2 separate regions of the Sus scrofa genome follow, and region 1 is linked to region 2. A link is a contact called in public HiChIP or PLAC-seq data. All regions are on one chromosome and are shown on one strand. Each heading gives the region's core, a stretch centred on a gene start, on an enhancer-like site or on the middle of the called end of the contact. The rest is flanking DNA. Distances are from core to core; before and after follow the strand shown.

Region 1 (3,105 bases), core at 251-2,750, 120 kb before region 2:
ATGGTCCCCAGCTCTGAAAAAAGTCTGGCCCCTCTTTTCCATTCCAGCTGCCACCACTCTGGTTCAGCCCTATCTTTCACAGGGACTGAGGCTGCAATATGCTTCTAAGAAGGCTCAGCTGACTTCCCCAATCTTTCCAGAGTCTTCTCCAGAGCTGCCCAGGTGATTGCCACAAAGCAAAGCTCTAGTCTTATCACTCCCCAACTCTCAAACCTTCAGAGGCTCCCCTCTGCGAGCTCCTTACCCTTGACATTTGACCCAACTTTTCTGCCTGTTTTGCTTCCAAGACTCCCCTCCGGTGCAGTCAAAACGAACGCCTCACTATTCCTTCAACAAGCGTCCAGTCAGCTTGTTTAGCTTAGAATTTCTCTGCTTTCTCTTCCAGGCAGCTCAAGCTTCATGAAACTGTCCTTTATTCTGGCTGTCCTGGCTTCTCATCATCTCTTCCCATTCCACACCCTTTTTTATATAAAATTCTTGAGAGGCGACATTCTACCTTCCTTGTTATTGAATGAAATGCTTTCACACATGGGTACAACTGATAAACCCCACAACCTATTTTCTGATGGATCCCGCCACTCACAGGGGCCTGGGTTAACAGGGCACAAGGTGTGCCAGGCCGGCTCCTGGCGACAACCAAGCCTGGCCCATTTGAACGCAGCTTTCCTCACAAAACTGTCACTTCCCGTCAAATGCCCACCACAGGCTTCCATTTTCCTTTCGGATCTGACCGCTGTCAGCGATTCCGAGAACGAGCACACGCAGAGACCCTTCTGGAAATATTCGTCGTATGAACAAACTGCGCTAGAGAGAATATCACAACGTTTGATCGACTTTCCTTGTTTCAACAGAAGAAATCAAGGCCCAGAAAGGGAAAAGACTCGCCCTAGGTCACAGCAAGAAGGAAACAGAACTAGACCCAGAACCAAGATCTCCTGACTGAAATTCAGGGCACGCTCCTCTGCACCTTGAAGCCACGCAGATCAAGGGTCAGCAGCCTCAGCGACCAGAGGTCATGAACACACACGTCAACACCTGTTCCTTTTTCTCTCACTCACCTCAGAGCCTCCTTCGCCCTCTCCAAAATCCTTCCTCCTCCCTAAGTCTCAGGTTTATAGACAGTGGTCCAGAGCGGCAAGAGGACTTTCCTGAGCTGGATCAACCGGCTTGGACAGAGAAAATACCCGGTGCTGGGCGAGGTACCCACCGCTTCGGAAGAGGCAGCCTCAGAGCGCCCTAGGTTTGAACTCAAGGCTCCCGCGCCCGCGGGTCGGACCCGGCCCCAAAGCACGCCCGGCCCCGCCCCAAACGCGCGAGGTCCCGCCCCAAACGTGCATGGCCCCGCCCCAAAAGCGCCGAGCCCAGTCACGCCTGCCGCCGATTCTCAGCTTCCCAGCCAGGTCTGGGGCGGAGCCGAGGCCTCAATCCCCGCCCCCTCCCTGAGATCCATCCTATTGCCATAGACAGTCAGAAGACGTGTCCAATGAGAAGGAAGGGGCGGCCGCCAAGGCCCTATCCGCTGCGACAACATGAAAACCGACGCAACTAACTGGCGGACGCTACGCCTCGGTCTTTCCGGGTCCTTGCACGCTTAGTCCCCACTTCTGCTGATCCTGGGCCCGAGGGAGAGCCGGAAGGGACCCTCTGATCAAGTAAGTCTGAGCTGACTGGAGTGATCGTTGGCGTTGGTCCGGGGCCAGCTGCTGCTCCCGCGACAGAATTCGGGAGGGATAGGGCGTGGGGGGAAGGCCCGAGAAAGGGGCGGGGAGGAGCAGAGCACGTGGAACGCCGGCCTGACCGTGGCGTGGGTGGGGGGCTGGGCCGGCGAGCTCCCGCCGGGTGGGATTGGTGCGCGCGTGGAGCTCGCTTGCCTTGTGGGAGGGGAACTCTGAGTGTCGCCGCTGGAGTCTGACGTGAAGGAGCGTTTTTCTAAATCCTGAAGTCAACGTGCCACCCAACAACCTGTCAGTGGCTGGGCTGCGGGCGCTTGTTGGCGGTTTACCTGAAAGTTCAGGTTGAGAACTTTTTCAGGCAGGTCAGTATAGCAGCGAACATGGGCGCCTGAGTGCTGGGCTCTGCTGACCGCTTTACAAGCACTAAGCTTTCTATACACCAGCTCTGTGAGGTGGGTGGAAGTACCTTAGACTAAAGAGCCCTAGAGAGGTTGTCACTTATCCGAGGTAACTCACGAACTAATGAGCGGTGGAGCCGCCGGATGAACCCAAGCTTCCCGATTTCACCTCCGCACCGAGCCGCGCTGGTGATCAAGTCTCCCCTTCCATTTTGGCGTTCGCGGTGTCTGGGAAGCCTCCAGTTGACCTCAGAAAACATGACACCCCCTTCCCCTGGACAGGCATGGGACCGTCCCTAGCCCTTTGTCCTGTGCATCAGACAGCAAGAAGGAAAAAAAATGGAGATGACAACTAATAGGAGGAATCAAAATTCCAAAGCCCCAAACTCTAGTTTTAAGTAGCTGGAAATTGTAGTTGAGGTGGTATGTGTGGGTGATGAAGCCCCGAGGCCAGACCAGCAGGGGTGGAATTCCTTTCCCATCAAATACTATGTCTTTCTGGGTCCGGTGCCTAGTCCTCCAATCCTCACTTGTAAGGTAGAGTTTAGAAGTATCAACTCAGGGTGGGCCTAGCAAGCCCCCTGTAAGGGGCCGTTTTATGTTGGGTTTTCCAAATCAGTGGCGTTGGCATTTTCCACGCTACAGTCCAGTAGTGTCTTAATTCATCTGCTGCTAGATATTTAGGATGTTTCTCACTTAGAAATATTACAGAACTGCTGTAGTAAAAATCGGTTTTGTTTTTGAGATATAATTCACATGTGCCAGGAGTTCCCATCGTGGCCCATCGTTAGCGAACCCGACTGGTATCCATGAGGATGCGGGTTTGATCCCTGGCCTCCATCAGTGGGTTGAGGATCCAGCATTGCCGTGAGCTGTAATGTAAGTCTTAGAGGCGGATTGGATCCTGCATTGCTGCGGCTGTGGTGTAGGCTGGCGGCGACAGCTCCAGTTCGACCCCTAGCCTGCGACCTCCATATGCTGTGGGCGCAGCCCCAAAAAGCCCCCCCCAAAAAAATCACCCCTTTACTGTGTGT
Region 2 (3,215 bases), core at 601-3,100:
TCCAAGCCATGTCTGCCACCTACACCACAGCTCGTGGCAACGCCAGATCCTTAACCCACTGATCGAGGCCGGGGATCAAACCCGCATCCTCATGGATACTAGTCGGATTTGCTAACCACTGCGCCATGATGTGAACTCCAGGGCAAACTTCTTATTTGTAAAATGTAGCTGGCATTTGACTAGCACTACTAAAAAAATATCTTCTCTCTCTCTTTTTTTGGCCACAGTGTGCAGTGGCTTGATGTAGGATCTTGGTTCCCAGACCAGAGATTGAACTGGGGCTGCTGCAGTGAAAGTGCTGAATCCTAAACACTTGACCACCAGAGAATACCCTGAAAAAGGTATTTTCACGGGCCTTAGTTAATTTGATCCTTGCAATAGCTCAGAGGAGTAATTATTGGTCTGTCTTAATGGTAATAAACCCAGCAAGCAGAAATGCAGGACGTTATTTTACAAACGGTGGTACTGTTACAGCCTTTCCTATTAGTCTCCCATTGCTTTTTTTTTTTTTTTTTTGTCTTTTGTCTTTTTAGGGCCACACCCGCAGTATATGGAGGTTCCCAGGCTAGGGGTCTAATCAGAGCTATAGCCGCCGGCCTACGCCACAGCCACGCCAGATCTGAGCCGCATCTGCGACCCACACCACAGCTCACAGCAATGCTGGATCTTTAACCCACTGCGTGAAGCCAGGGATTCAACCCACAACCTCATGGTTCCTAGTTGGATTCGTTTCTGCTGCACCATGACGGGTACTCCCTCCCATTGCATTTTATGTTCTGTTGATACCGGTGTATATTCGTTTCTTTCAATCAGCTATATATTTATTGCTATGTATCAGGCGTTGTTCTTGGAACCGGGGAAACTCAGGAGTGAACAAAACAGACAATACTGGCACTCCTTAAGTTTACATTTTAGTGGCATATGGGCAGACAAACCATAAGAAAATGATAGAGTAGATGGTTGTAAGTGTTATAGAGTAAAATTAAACAGGAAACGCAGGTGGGGAGTGTGTAGGTAGGATCAATTTTATAGGCAGTAGTCAGAGTCTGTCACCTCTTCTGCTTTGTTTGCAGCTCTTCCAAACAACAACAACATCACTCCTATTTACCTCCATATTTCCAGCACCAGGCACTTAAGGGAGACAATGACTGCATACTGAATAAATTATAATCCTTCTGAGAAGTAAGCAGTTAGGAAACAAAGGCCTGTAAATAGATACTAACCATACAGTCCATCAACTGAAGAACCTAATCTTTTGTGATTAGTTCATTTCCATTAGTTTAATAATCTTTTTAGCACGTTTACATTACAGAATGAAAGCTGTATTAAATTTAAAGGCCGTTTCAGGAATTTCAAGCAATGTTTTTTGGCTCGTTTAGGGCGCGAAAGCTGTGTATTGGAGGTGTGTGTGTTTCCATTTTTTGAAAAAAAATCACCCCTTGCCCTATCTCTTGGTATCAAGAGTAGCTGTTTTCTAAGGAAACATTAACACTTGGGGTTTCTACGGAGGTGCTGGGTTATCAGTCCATCGAACTTCAGTGAGCCACAAAACAAGGTTCTAACCTCGAAACACAAACTACAAAAATCGAGAAATCCTCTAACAGTCCTCGGGCAGGGTCCAGCCGGAACCTTGACCTCAAGATGGCGTCGCCTAATCATAAGATTCAATCAGCTCCAATCAAAAATGGCAGGGTGGGTCTTAATTTACAGTTTAAGCCTTTCTAGCCCTCACTAGGCGCGCCTTCTCTTTGGTTGTTCGCCGCTGATTCAGAGCCTACAGTGAAGACTATCTAGAACGCTCCTCTCTATGATCTTCCTCTCCACTCCCTCAGCCGCAGTGCACGCCGGGCAATAGGAAGACCTCCAGAAGCTCCCCGCGCTGCGCGGCTGTGTTTGCGGCCTGTGCGAGTAGGAGTCTCGGAACCAATCTCCCGGCGAGCGGTGCGCAGAAACCTCGAACCGGTGGAGCCCACTCGTAACCTGGGGCCCACAAGGCCGCGAAGACAGTACCGTTTTCTCAGCGGCGGGTGAGTTCACGCCTCTCAACGCGTGTGGAAACCGGGAGACGGGGTAGTTTGGCTGGCGGAGAAGGGAAAGCCGCCGGGGAGGCTGCGAAAAGGCCGGGTGGGATGGGGATTGGGGGGGGGGTTGGGTGGGGGAGGGGACGGGCACGAGGCTTAGGTTTCTCCACTTCTCTAAGGCCTCGAAAACCAGTGGGCCCAGCTGTAGCCTGGGGACGCCGGACCTATTGCCAGAGCCTTCCTCCTTGCATTGCTCCTCACTTTCCTTTTCACGGCCCGCCACAGAGTGGCCTCGGCCCATTCTGGGCTCCACGTTTACCACAAAACGATCGGTCGGCCCCTGGGGAGCTCGTCTCTTTGGTCCCTTTCTAACCCGAGCCTGCGGAAGCCCTACGGTAGATATTCTGGGCCTGGGATAGGTTTGCACCGGGCTCTGCCTAGAAGCCGGCCAGCACCCACCCTTTTCAGCGAGGAGCTGGTCACCAACTGATTTCTTTCCCTTCCCCTTTGGTCATCTAAAGCCCGCCACCGAGTGAACTGCTCCCCCTCTCCCCGCCCAGAATTTAGCTACTGCTCACCTTTTCTAGCACTCCCTTGGTTGGTTTGCCTGTCTAAGATTGTGATGAGTGTTGTGGTCCTGCCCCCTTCCTCCACTGGAGGTTCCCGTAAACTGTATCCCCATTGATTCTCAGGGATGACCAAGCTCCACATTAAAATACGTTACTTAGTTCTCGTCCTTCTTTGCTCTTCAGTACTACTTTTTAAATGCGTTTTTTCGAAATAGTTATAGGAGTGTGAAGATTATTTCGAAGTTATGTAGTATGGATTTATATAGCCATGGAAGAGCCATTTTAATATTGGACAGAGTGGAGCAGATCCAAAGGGGGGAGGAGATTGGACTTCTCTTGCACCAGACTGCTCTAGTTTGAAGTACTGTGAATTTGGGTAGTTGGCAGTAGTTTATAAACAATTTTTATATTGTTTTGAGAGCTTTAATTTCTAAAAATATTCAAAGGCCTACAAAGACATTCAGTTGGTCATCAGTTCCTCACGATTAAGTTAGATACTGTGCCATTCTACTTAATTTAACTTAAAGCCTTGGTTTTCTTCACCTGTAAAATGAAGATTATTAACTATTATCCACCTCATAGATTATTGGGATTGGGAATTAATTGAGAAAACCGTATGTAAAGT

The links. HiChIP or PLAC-seq counts read pairs in DNA pulled down with a chosen protein or histone mark.
Region 1: a contact with region 2 is called in an H3K27ac HiChIP or PLAC-seq map of alveolar macrophages. The contact joins the promoter of DCAF4 here to the promoter of RBM25 in region 2. A contact is called at or near these places in 1 of 5 promoter capture datasets (liver), 5 of 47 Hi-C or Micro-C datasets (embryonic fibroblasts, heart right ventricle, liver and 1 more) and 1 of 2 datasets of contacts at active chromatin or transcription factors (alveolar macrophages).

What each region holds. Positions count from the first base shown.
Region 1 is chr7:96,287,260-96,290,364 of Sscrofa11.1, forward strand. It overlaps DCAF4 (DDB1- and CUL4-associated factor 4), which reads left to right and starts at 1,501. Exons shown (of 14, transcript XM_001928868.4): 1 at 1,501-1,652.
Region 2 is chr7:96,404,812-96,408,026 of Sscrofa11.1, forward strand. It overlaps RBM25 (RNA binding motif protein 25), which reads left to right and starts at 1,851. Exons shown (of 13, transcript NM_001243829.1): 1 at 1,851-2,027.